Linked DNA regions of Mus musculus: all the other regions are linked to region 1. The links are chromatin contacts, called in public Hi-C and promoter capture Hi-C maps. All regions are on one chromosome and are shown on one strand. The core of a region is the stretch at or near the end of the contact, and the rest is flanking DNA. Distances in the headings are between cores, read along the strand shown.

Region 1 (4,051 bases), core at 1,097-3,596:
AACTCTGGCTTATAACTAGCGTGTAGAGGTCGGAGAACTACAGACAGCAGTTGGTTCTCTCCTACTGTGTAGGTTCAGGATACTGAACTCAGGTCATCCAGTTTGTGTTACGTGTTTTAACAGCTAAGCCATCTGGCTGACCCTTTCTTGGCTCCCTAATTCTGTTACCTCTCTGCAGGCAGCCTCTGGGCACAGAAGCCTGATAAGGTGCTGCCTGCATCTGAGTGGCACTGGAAGCCAACTCTGAAACATCTTTATTTTCCAACCAAGCGTGAGCTTGCCTATCTGGGAAGGGAAGGCTTGTCTCTGCCCACATATATTGTTTTAACTGTAGCAAAAGTCAATGCTGAGTTTCATTTCTGTCACGTCCTGTGTGTCTGGGTATAACTATATGCACATAACCGCAGGTGCCTGCAGGAGAAGTTGGATCTCCTGAAGGTGAAGTTACAGGCAGCTGTGAGCTGCCAGTCAAGGGTGTTAGGAACTGATATCTGGTCTTCTGGAAATTCAACAAATGTTCTTGAATGCTGAGCCATGTCTCCAGCCCCTACCAGCCACTCTAATTTACTGAGAAGCCGGTGGCACATACCTTCAAACCTTCGGTGACCATCGTAGTCCTCAGAGCAGGGAACCTCAATGAACCTGCCTTCTAGGACCTCACCACGACGGGCCACAACCTCAGCAACATCATCATCGATCCCCACACTACTCCAGAGCAGACATGTGACCAGAGCAAGGCCGACCCCAAAGGCCACAATCCTTAGCCATGTCCTCTGTGCCTCCCGAGGCAGCCGGTCCTTCTTGGTACTAAAGAAAGAGACGATAACCAGCCACTGGATGCAGCCATCATACTAAGCATGCCAATCAAACTCACAAGATGTTCACACTGGATGCCACCAGGCTTGGGCTGTGTCTACACTGATCTCTGATCAAGATGGATGCATCCCATCAATCCTGAGATATGGGAAGTACTTGTAAGCTAATTATGAGGCAGCTGGTGGGAAGTAGGGCATCTACTTCCATCCACAACTCAAGCTTATCAGGATGCCCACCATCACCACCCCTCAGAAGAGCTTCCCAGGCAGTATATGGACCTGTCTTCTCTGACCAGACAGGGCTGAATATGTGCTTCAATGGGCAAAAAAATTGTGGGCTGACCATAGGTAATTTCTGTCCAGCCCACAGAGCACCTATTTGGAGGATTGTCAGGGCATGTGAGTCTCTGATCACTCATGCATCCATATATGACTGCCCCATCCCAAGCCTGTGTTTCTACACGAACACATGTGTACGTAAACCAGCGTACATGAAGCATATCTACTTAACTCAAATCATAAACCTGGAGCCAGAAAGAGCACAGAAGAATGTCAGAAATGATATGTGTAAGTTTCCTCTACGACCCAGGTCTGTGTGGTCCGGTCCCTGATGAAGCTGTGTCTGTGTCTCTACACTTCTGTGTGTATAACTAGAGTGGCTGAGCTCTGCTGTCCAGGAAAGGTCTCAAAATACATGCAGAATTGTCAGAGTTAGGTCCCTGTCCCTAAGGACTCCGTTTCTTAGTTACCATTTCAGGTGTGGGTTTGACAGAGGCTCACAAGGCCAGTTTTGGATAGGTGAGGTGTGAAAGGCTGGGATGAGGTAACCAGCAGAGATGTGAGGAGACAGACCATGTAGTGGGTGGGGAGTCCTAAAGGCTCAAAAAGGGTCCCTAGCGAGAGAAACCTGTTCACGTGACTGAATGCAGCTCGACTCCAAGAAGAGGTTTCCTGTGGGCAGGGCCTCTGTGCAGAGCTTGGAGGTGGGCAGCCACGTGGACATTTTCACTATAGAAAGGATGCCGCAGGATACACTAACCAAGTCACGCCCCAACACATCAATCACGCCCACACTACCACGCCCTCTCTCTAAATTAAGCCTGCTCAAGTCTCAGTAGGGCTGGTCCCACCTGTCACCTCTAGCCAGGGACCAACCCAGACACGAGTCAGACCCCGCCTTGTCATGAGCACGTCCCACCCCTGTTAGGTCCCACCCCTGGGATGGCCACGCCTCACTCTGCCAAGGACACAGCAATCAAGACCACGCTCTGCCTCCCTCCGACCCCGCCCTCGGAGTGGCCACGCCCACACACACCAGTCAGGCTCCGCCCGCTGTGGCGCGCGGCCTCCCGGTCCCTAAGGATCCCGCTACCTGGTCGCGCGCCGGCGCTCTGCAGCACTACTTCCCTCGGGAATTCTGGGTGGTCCCCTCCGCTGAGGCGCCATCGGGCCCAGCCGTCGCAGAGCCAGCTACGACACGAGAGCCACCAAACTCGGGGCAATAGCTGCGACAGCGAAAGCGAGGCGGGAACGGGGTCGGGACGCGGGAGCGACGCGCTCGGTCTTCGTCCGGCTCACGGCCAGACGAGAGCAATCGGAGGCCGAGCGGTGGCGGGGGTGGGGTGGGGTGGGGGGAGGCGGAGCCTTCTCGGCCCTTGGCACTGCAACCCTGAGGCACCTGCGGAATTCTGTCTTCTCCTGTAGCTGGGCTGCGGCGGCGACGCGGGTGAGTCAAGCCCACAGCCACCGATTGTGCTGGGCCCGGATGACCTGTCTCCTACGGCCGCCGCCCTCTCCTTTCCCCGGCCCCGAGAGCTGCATTGAGAAGCCTGTCAGGGACTTTGAACTGCCTGAGAGTGGCAGGTCGGGCAGGGTTGGGGATTGAGGGCGAGCGTAGGGGGGGTGTGGTTCCTAAGGCTAGGACTTTTGAGTCCTTGCACAGGACGAGCAGGTGAAATCATGCAACTGGATGCACAACTCTGTAATTCTTTTTAATAATCGCTTGTGATTTTACAGAAGGTAGGAAAACTGTTTCTAATATCTTGACTGCTTCAGTGTCCTCCAGAAATGAACTGTAATGGAAACTATAGTCAGTTCTGATATATGTAGAGTTTATTCCCTTTTCAGGTTATTGTTGTTGTTATTTGCAGTAGCCAGGGTGGATCGCAGGGTTCCTGGCATAATGAGCAGCCGGTGCTGTATCACGGAGCTAGTCACCATCTCTCCAAATTACCACTGCCTTAATTGTTTTTCAGTACGAGGAATTGAACCTAAGGCCTTCTGCATGCTAGACAAGTGTTGTACCACTAAGCAATCCAGTCCTTATTTTACTTATTAGTCTGGAGACAGGGTCTTATTAAGTTGCAAAGTCTAGCCTTGACCTTCCTTTATAGCCCAGGCAAGTCTTAAACTTTAATCCTCCTTCCTCAGGAGGGGGTGGGGTGGTGTACTGGCTAGCTTTGTGTCAACTTGACACAGCTGGAGTTATCACAGAGAAAGGAGCTTCAGTTGAGGAAATGCCTCCATGAGATCCAACTGTAAGGCATTTTCTCAATTAGTGATCAAGGGGGAAAGGCCCCTTGTGGGTGGGACCATCTCAGGGCTGGTAGTCTTAGTTCTATAAGAGAGCAGGCTGAGCAAGCCAGGTGAGGCAAGCCAATGAAGAACATCCCTCCATGGCCTCTGCATCAGCTCCTGCTTCCTGACCTGCTTGAGTTCCAGTCCTGACTTCCTTTGGTGATGAACAGCAGTATGGAAGTGTAAGCCGAATAAACCCTTTCCTCCCCAACTTGCTTCTTGGTCATGATGTTTGTGCAGGAATAGAAACCCTGACTAAGACAAATTGGTACCAGGAGTGGGGTATTCCTGTGACAACCTGACCATGTTCTGGGGAGGACTGTGGAAGGACTTTGGAACTTTGGGCTTGAAGATCCATTCGTTGTTAAGAGCTCTGTCAGATGTTGTGTAGGAGCTTGGAAGATAATGTTGAGAACAGTGCAGAAGATGGAGGTTTGGTTTGTGAAATTTCAGAGGGAAAATTAAAGACTCTTTTCAGGGCCATTGCTGTTTTGATTGTGAAGATTCTGTAGTTCTGGTTAGCTGGGGCTGAAGAATCAGCTGTGATTAACAAGATACCAGAACTACTAAAGCAAAAACTTTGCATTACTGGGACTATTGATGCTGGTTAGCTGGAGCTAAGAAATTAGCGGTGATTAAGAAGAGACCAGCATCATTGA
Region 2 (4,051 bases), core at 497-2,996, 630 kb after region 1:
TGAATGTGGGTAAGCAGTCCTCCTCCCCACACCCCTGCCAGGAATCCTGGAGAACATCTTCATATGGAAAGGCTCAAGAAGTAAATAAAGCAAGGCCCAGAAAGTTTTTGAAGTTAAAGAAATTCACAAGACCCTCACTTCTACAAGGTTTTATGTATAGTAAAACCTTGCTACAGATAGAGGAGACTGATTAGCCAAACTGTGTGAAGGTTGTTTGGGTAGCTTCAGGGATGCAGCTCTCATTCCACTTGTCACGATGCTGGAGTGTACTTTGTGGTGGTAAGCATTTAATCTTAGTCAGGGGTTTCTACCCCACCTTTGATCATTCACTTCCCAGGTAAAAGATACAAAACCATTATATTTATAGTAAGTCTTTAAAGCACTAGAGCTGGACAGATATTAACCTTCTAAACTATTAGTATCTACTTTCCTATAAATAACCCCTAGTTATAACTTGCATGTTTCATCTGGGCCACTCTTAACTCCAATTGTCCAGCCCTCCTAGCCATGTTTTCATGACTCACCTACCCCATGGTATCTTCTCCTCTCTCCCTCTTCTCTCTCTTTTCTCTTTGTGGTCTCCTCAGACCCCCAAGCCCAGAACCAAAGCCTTATCTACCACTCTTCTACCCAGCTTAAGCAAAAGTGATAGGTAACTCCTCTTAACACATCCACTGCTGCCATGTGGTAGAACAGCTGTGATGACCCACAGGAGATCTTAGCCTACAGTTATGGCAACAAAATCAACAAAAATATACAGAAGATACCTAGTTCTGAATGTAATTGGGTTGTTAACTGGATCTCTGAAGGAATTTCACAAAACCCTCCCCTGACTCTCCCTGATACTCCAACCTTTCCCAGCTTCGTGTAGGCAAGTACTAACTCTAAGAAGCACGATGTTGACGGAGGGTGGGTCTTTTGGGGGATATAGCTGTCTGTGGGTTGCCCCTGCTCCTGTAAGTAATCCTAATAGCTTAATACTCATTAAATTTATTTTAAAAATGGAGGGAGCAGCATCTTTAATCTGTTAGGCCTTTCCTACTTTGGGGTGAAGAAACATGCAGGATGGGCATGGTAATTCAGCAAATGACCAAAGAACTTATCTTCTGCTGTGGTGAAAGCAACTCATTCTGTTTCGTAGACTCTACAAACACACAAGCAACACATTTAGAGGAAACTTTGTTAAGTAGTCTTAACCAGTCTCCAATAAACACTATCTGGTTGCAGTCATTTTACTTGGCTTCCGAGGAAATAACTGGAAGCAACCATCTAAACGCTTCCTTCTTTGGATGCTAACTCATAATGGTCCCCAAATCTGTCTTGGTGCACTTTTCATTTAGATTGGGAACTGTGTAAACTTTAGATTGATAGATAACTGTTTAAGTAGTATAAGCAGTTTTTCCTCTAAGAAATACTTACGTTCCTCTGGTTTGGCATTTAAATTTGTTAGCAAAACTAGATATAATAATCCTCAGCCTCGGGGTTCTGACCGTCTAGTAGGGACACATGACAACAAAGTAAATGTGAAGTTGTCCCAGCCACTGGGCCGCCAAAGTAGAAAGGTTAAATTTATGCTCCCACTGAGAGCTTTGGTAAGTACAGGGGTAGAGGGAATGCGCCATAGGCGGAGCGTGAGGAGATGCTCTGTGCCAAGGACGGATCTGGTACTAACTCTGACCCTGGAACAGATCTGCACCAGGAGGGCGCCTCGCCCACGTGCTCCCAACCGTCGCCTCCGCATCCGGGCACAGGAGCAACCAACGGTCCTGGGTCCTGAACCGTTGGGGTGAAAACAGCTCTGCAGCAGCTCCTCTGAACAGCTGTGGGCAACATGATCTCCTCCAAGGTGGCGCCCGGAGAGGAGGAGCAGGGGGAGTCACCGTCCAAGGTGGAGCTCGGAGAGGCGGAGGAGCAGCGGGAGGCACCGTTGGAAGGCCAACTGGAAGCCGTGCCACTTGATGAGGCGGGCCCTAGCTGGACCACCGGGCCGCCACTGGAGCGCTTGCCACCGCTGGGTCAGGAGGCACCTCCGCCGCGTCGCTGCCACACCAACTGCTTGGAAGCACCGCTGTCGCGGGGCTTCCAACGCTTTGGCGCCACAGTGGGCGCGAACCCCTGGCTGTTTTTGCTCGGGCCTGCACTGCTGACGGCCTCCCTGGGCACCGGTCTCATTTTCCTACCCAAGGAAAAGGAGAACCTGGAGGAGCAGTACACACCGATTGGCAGCCCAGCCAAGGCAGAGCGGCGTTTTGTGCAGGGTCATTTCAGTACCAATGACACTTACCGCTTCTCTGCCTCCAGGACCAGCTCCGAGACCAACTTTGCATCCATCTTGGTGGTGTCCCTCGCCAACTCACTGCTGGAGCCAGAAATATTCAAAGAGGTGAGCAAGCTGGACCAGGCGGTGCAGGCGCTGAAAGTTGTCCAGGAAAATGGAACGCAGATTCTATACCAAGAGGTGTGTGCCAAGTACAAGACGCTGTGCGTGCCGCCCAACCCTCTGCTGTTTTCCTGGCAGCATAACTCGTCGTTGAACCTGTCGGACCTCACCTTCCCTATCCACAACACGCCCACCCAGCTCATCTACTTAGCGGGCTTCTTTGGGGGAAATGTTTTGGGTCAAATGACTGGAAAAAGTCAACGACTCGTGGAGTCCCGAGCAATGAGACTACTGTACTACCTCAAGACGGAGGACCCCGAAGACAGTGAACGTAGCCAGGCATGGCTGACTCACTTTCTTGACCATTTTAATGACATGAAGAGCAGTCTGACCCTGGAAGAGATAGAGGTATTCTGGAGGTTAGGGTTTGCAAGGGGGGCCACTAAGGGCAGAGACAAAGTGACCTTTGCATTTAAGCTGGGAATGCTGTACTGTGCTTAGAGTGAAAACCTATTGGAACACAGATGGCGCCAGAGATCATAAATGTGTTGGCATCTTTCTGGTCTCTACACAAATCCTGTGTCTGTAATTCCATTTCGTATAGAAACTGATTTTCACATTTGCTGTAGGGTTTGGTTTTCTAATTAAGTCACTTGAAAATTACTTCTTTTAGTGACCCCTCCTCTTATTCCTAGGAGTCCTTAAAGCCTGTTTGTATCTAACGAAATGAAAGACAAAACTTTCAAGGTCTGTCATGCTATTTTAGAAGACAGATAGCTAGCTCAGCCTTTTTCAGGGTAGTTATAGATAAGAAACCTAGCTTAGTGTTGAAGTACATATTGTCTGATAAATCTCTGGGCCAGCAATCCCAAAATATAACCCCAGTGAAAGTGAATGCTTACTGAAAGCCCAGTGTTTCCTAAAGAGATACTGATATTAAAATATGAGAAGATGGCAATCTAACAAGATTTATAAAATGCCACACGTTCCACAGTTGTGAAGGAGGGCAGGGTTTCACAGTTGTTTGCATTTTGAAGGAGACATTGGAAAGCATGCTGCAGATTTTATGTGAAGAGGCAATTGTTCCACTTTTTACAGTGTGCCCATCAACAGGCTGAAGCATCCAGTAGTGCCCGTGCTTTGACAGAATCCGTAACCTGACTTTATTTCCCGGGCGTGTTTTTTTGTTGCAGGTGGTCTACTTTTCATCCCTTTCCAGGCAGCTGGAGTTTGAGGCAACCTCCAAGACCGTGATCCCCCTGTTTCACTTGGCATACATTTTAATCATACTCTTTGCAGTTGTATCATGCTCCAGGTAAAACTCTCACTTTTTTTAACTTCTTACTTCATAATAATATTGTGATAGAACATATACACCTTGCAATATTTTATTTTAAGTGAACAATTTGGTAATATTAACTATATCCATCCTGTTTATCCAACACTAGTATCTGCTTCACAAGGTTTTCCCATCCCTCTTAACAGCGGCTCCATGTTCATTATGCAATACCTGCTTATCCCTCTCCAGAGACCCAGACAAACTTTAGTCTACTTCATACCTCTGATTTTGCTGACTTTACCCTTCTGCTCTTTATAGGTTACTCGGTCTAAGGCATTTTGCTATTGAAAGCAGAAAAGACGAAGAAACTTCTGTCAGCTTTAGTTCTTATT
Region 3 (4,051 bases), core at 866-3,365, 570 kb before region 1:
AACTGCCTCCTGATCAAAGGTGCACGAGAGAGAGAGAGAGAGAGAGAGAGAGAGAGAGAGAGAGAGAGAGAGAGAGAGAGAGAGAGAGAGAGAGAGAGAGAATGTGTGTGTGTTAGAGCGAGTGTGTGTACATGTTTATACGCATGTGTGCTTAAGGGGGAAGGGCAGGTCTCAGGAAAGCCAATTCTTCCAGCTACCTGCCTGGCTTCTGCAAACCTAGGGACACAGTGACTAGGCAGACAGTTCTGGGGGGGACAGCTGTGCTGAGGGATACAGTTTAGAGAGCTTTCCAGAGCCTGAGGAAGAAGCTCAGAGAAGCTGATCTGGACCTGCTGCCTCCAACTCAGCCCTCCAAGTACTCACAGTTATGGACAGACTCAAGACACCAAGGGGCTCTGGACCACTCATTCAGGCTGACCCTTAAAGAAGGGGTTTGGGCACCTCTGTCCTCTCACACTAGACAATCTGGACATTAGTCTCAAGCAAGATAGTGACCCTTCCTTGCTAAACCTTGCCTGTAAACCTCAATGCAGGAGACCCCCTACGTAGGTCTTCTCTCCTTCAGGTACTGACATTGTTTGAAGAGAACGGAAAACATTAAGTTCACTGAAGCACAGTGCCTCCGGAGTTTAACAATTTTCTGGAACCTTGAAGTTTCATAGGGCAAGTTCCACACCAAATGAAAAAAACACTGCACCTATGAGCAGCCTCAGGGCTCAGGGTTAAGGGGACATCCCTTAGCACAAACCACAAGGTAAGCACAGTCTAGACATGAATCCCTGGGCAAGGAAAGCAGTAGGATGGAGTTCAAGAACCTTCACGACAGATAAGTCAGTAAACAGCCATTCAGCCACACCCCACAAAACTGTCACCTCCCAAGAGTCTCCAGACACCCAACAGGGCACACACACTTTTTGGTAACTCCAGGCAACAGTGGGACCCCAAACTCTTCTGAAAGGAATAACATTGGGATAAATAAAACTACATCTTCTACTCCATGGTTGCACCTCAAAAACTCTCACCAGCTGCCTAGATCCACACTCTGCTCTCCTTAGCTGGTTAGAGCTGCCCCAGCTTCTTTCAAGCCACAGACCCTTCTCCCCCTGCCTCCCGGTCTTCCCCATCTAGGACCGACGAAGCCTGGCCATTCAGGGTCACAGAGAAGGAAAGCTTGCTTCCCAGACGAGCTGGCTCGGCCCACCTAAGCTCCTCCCCTCAGCGTACACCGATCGGTCTCCGGGTTTGGGGAACTGCCCCAGTTGTGGGACCCGGGCCAGGAGCCCAAGAACCAGGCAAGGATGCGCACGCCCGGGGCTTTACCTTCCACCCCGGGAGAAACCTGCGGCGCGCCCCTGCAATGCCTCCTTCGGAGCCTTTGCCTCCAACTCACAGGTCTGTCAAACTTAAACACGACCCCGGATCCCGGCCCGACCTTCACCACCCGGATCGAGCCCTGTCTCCCGACTAGACCGGCCGATAGCGGGCCCCGGCCCCCCGCCCTGGCCCAGCGTCAGCAGGAGCACCGAGTGACCTCATGCTGATGACTCAGCACGTCTCCGCTGGGCTCGCACCCGCGTGGCGAGCCCAAGCCGCGCAGCAGGGTCTCCCCGCCGCCTCCCCTGTGGGCCCGCGCGCGACCCCGCCCGCGCGGAAGCCGACGGACACCTGATGAGTCAGCAGCTCGGTGCGGCCACCCCGCTGACCCGGGCAGACGCGCGCAGCTCGCCCTTAAATCGCGCCCCCCGCAGGGCACCCGGGGTCCGCCGCCGCGCGCACGCCCGTCCCCAGCCTCGCGGTCGCCCGGTCCGCCGGCTCTAGGGGGACACAGGCGAACAGCCGGCTGGCGGGGAAACCAAGGCACGCGCTGCCGTCGGGTGCGCCGCAACCCCGAGGCCAGGCCCCGCCGCCCGCCCCAGCCCCGCGCACTCACCACACTGCGGGCCCGGGCGGGCCAAGGCGGGGCTGGGGCGGGGCCGCGCGCGCGCGCTCCGGGGCTGCGCGGGGCTGGGGCGGGCGCGAAGGGTCCGGGCCGGGGGCTTAGGAGGACTGGCCGCCTGCGCGGGCCGGGCCAAGCGCGCTGGGAAGGCCGGGCCGGACCGGGCTCAGAATCCGCCGCCGCCGCCGCTCCTCAGACGTCACATGATGTTTGGTCACGTGGGTTCCATTCATGAAGCGGCGACGCGGCTGGCCTAAGCTTAAAGGGAAAGGCGAGGCGGCAGCAAGGCGAGCGCGCCCCCATCACGCCTGCGCAGCCCCGCGCCGTTGCCCTTGGCAACGCCCGCCGCGCCCTGGCAATGTCTCGCGGGAGTCGTCCCGGCGCTCGCCGGGTTGACCGTGCTCCTGCAGAGACAGGTTCTACGGAGTGGCCCCAACTCGGATGCCTCTAGCTCCCTCCCGATCTCCACACCAACTCAGACCGAGGTCTATGGGAGGTTTGTTTGATTTTCTTCACTTGGATGCATAGTTTCACTGTACAGCGAGCAGACTGGATTTCAATTCCCTGAGATGCTCCTGCCTCGGCCCCCTGAAAGCGGAACTCACAGATGAGCGTCACCACGCGGGAACCTATTTGCTGTTTTGAAGGTGTGACACAGTGATTTAGTTCCTTACCCCGTTCTGCTGCGACGTCCTCATTCTAAATGGGTCAGCAGTCTGAAAAGGACACGGCTGTTGAGGGGCACAGCCCCAACCCCAGCTCAGATCCCCAAACTATCCACGATGACACGAAGGCTTGGAGGACGCTCACTAATGATTCTAATCTCCGGAGGGTGCTAGGGGCTTCACCTGCGGCCGTGGACCATCTCTTCGGGTAGTGTGCGTGCACTGTAGGAGTTGTGCACTTTGCCCAACCCTTCTCTGCCGCATTTGAAACTACTTTGGGTGCATTCTGCTGCTACTTTTTCTGTGAGACTTCTCGCTGCTGTTGAAAAAGTAAAAAAGAAGGAAAGTAGGAGGGATCAAGTTTTCATTTCGAGGTTCTGAACGTTCTATTTGACCCTGTCTTCTCTGGGAATCGTGAAAAGGTGACTCGTTCTGTAACATAGGTGACAAGGAAAAGGGGGTAAGCAGGCTGGAGGGGGCCTGTGTGTGTCCTTTGTGTCAAATTTGGTTTCTTGAGACAAGGTTTAGACCAGGCTGGCCCCAAACTCTCAGAGATCCGACTGCCTCTGCCTCTCTAGTGCTGGGATTAAAAACATGTGCCACCACACCCAGCCTCAAAAAGTAATTCTTTACATTGTATTTCTTTGGGGAGTGGGGGGGGGGGAGCTTTTATCTTTCACTGGCTGTAGCCAGAGTCTCAGAATACAGAGAATTACTCCTTATGCCTTGTGGTGGTTTGAATAGAAATGGCCTGCATGAATTCTAAATGCCGTGTCTAAATGCTTGGCCCATAGGGAATGGCACTATTAGGAGGTGTGGTCTTGTTGGAAGACGATTGTCTCTGTGGGGACAGGCTTTGAGGTCTTATATACTCAAGCTATGCCCGTGTGTGACTTACAGTTTCTTGCAGCCTTCAGAATGCAGAACTCTAACTAAGCCCATCCTCCAGCAGCAAGTCGGCCCTGATTCAGTCTTGCTACTCTCCATGACAATAATGGATTAAACCTCTGAAAGCGTAAGCCAGACCCAATGAGATGTTTTCCTTTAGAAGAGCTGCCGAATGGAGTCTCTTCATGGCAATAAAACCCCTGAGACAAGACCTCTGGGTTTCTGTTACTTATCTTCATCCTCCCTCCCTTTGTTCTTGTTCTAGTTATGAGATAGGGTCTTAGTCTATAGGCTCTGTTGGTCAGCAGCAACCCTCCTGCTTCAGCCTCCCAAATGCTGGGACCACAGCCATGAGCTCCCACATCCGCTTTGTTCTTTCTTTCTTTCTTTCTTTCTTTCTTTCTTTCTCTCTTTCTTTCTCTCTTTCCTTTTTTTCTGTTGCTCAGATTAGCTGCAAAGCCTTGCAGCCAAGAGTAGCTGGGAGTTGCTGGACATGTTAGCACAGGCCTTTAACCCCAGTCCTCAGGAGGCAGAGGCAGGTAGGTCTCTGAGTTCAAGGCCA

What was found. Promoter capture Hi-C pulls out the DNA fragments that hold promoters and counts their contacts. Hi-C and Micro-C count contacts between places; a contact is called where the count stands out from the background.
Region 2: a contact with region 1 is called in a promoter capture Hi-C map of embryonic stem cells, with 2.7 times the contacts expected there. The contact joins the promoter of Ptchd3 here to the promoter of Ogfod3 in region 1.
Region 3: a contact with region 1 is called in a Hi-C map of regulatory T cells, with 5 times the contacts expected there. The contact joins the promoter of Mafg here to the promoter of Ogfod3 in region 1. A contact is called at or near these places in 2 of 39 promoter capture datasets (cranial neural crest and liver), 3 of 484 Hi-C or Micro-C datasets (B cells, embryonic stem cells and regulatory T cells), 1 of 115 datasets of contacts at active chromatin or transcription factors (pancreatic cancer cells) and 1 of 9 other capture datasets (pancreatic islet).

Annotation. Positions count from the first base shown.
Region 1 is chr11:121,202,302-121,206,352 of GRCm38.p6, forward strand. It overlaps Ogfod3 (2-oxoglutarate and iron-dependent oxygenase domain containing 3), which reads right to left and starts at 2,347. Exons shown (of 9, transcript NM_025402.2): 1 at 2,188-2,347; 2 at 590-807. The coding sequence starts at 2,261. It also overlaps a transcript of Hexdc not described here.
Region 2 is chr11:121,828,472-121,832,522 of GRCm38.p6, forward strand. Ptchd3 (patched domain containing 3) reads left to right here and starts at 1,747. Exons shown (of 4, transcript NM_029049.1): 1 at 1,747-2,788; 2 at 3,574-3,695. The coding sequence starts at 1,832.
Region 3 is chr11:120,631,432-120,635,482 of GRCm38.p6, forward strand. It overlaps Mafg (v-maf musculoaponeurotic fibrosarcoma oncogene family, protein G (avian)), which reads right to left and starts at 2,116. Exons shown (of 3, transcript NM_010756.3): 1 at 1,931-2,116. Gm17586 (predicted gene, 17586) reads left to right here and starts at 2,319. Exons shown (of 3, transcript NR_165823.1): 1 at 2,319-3,061.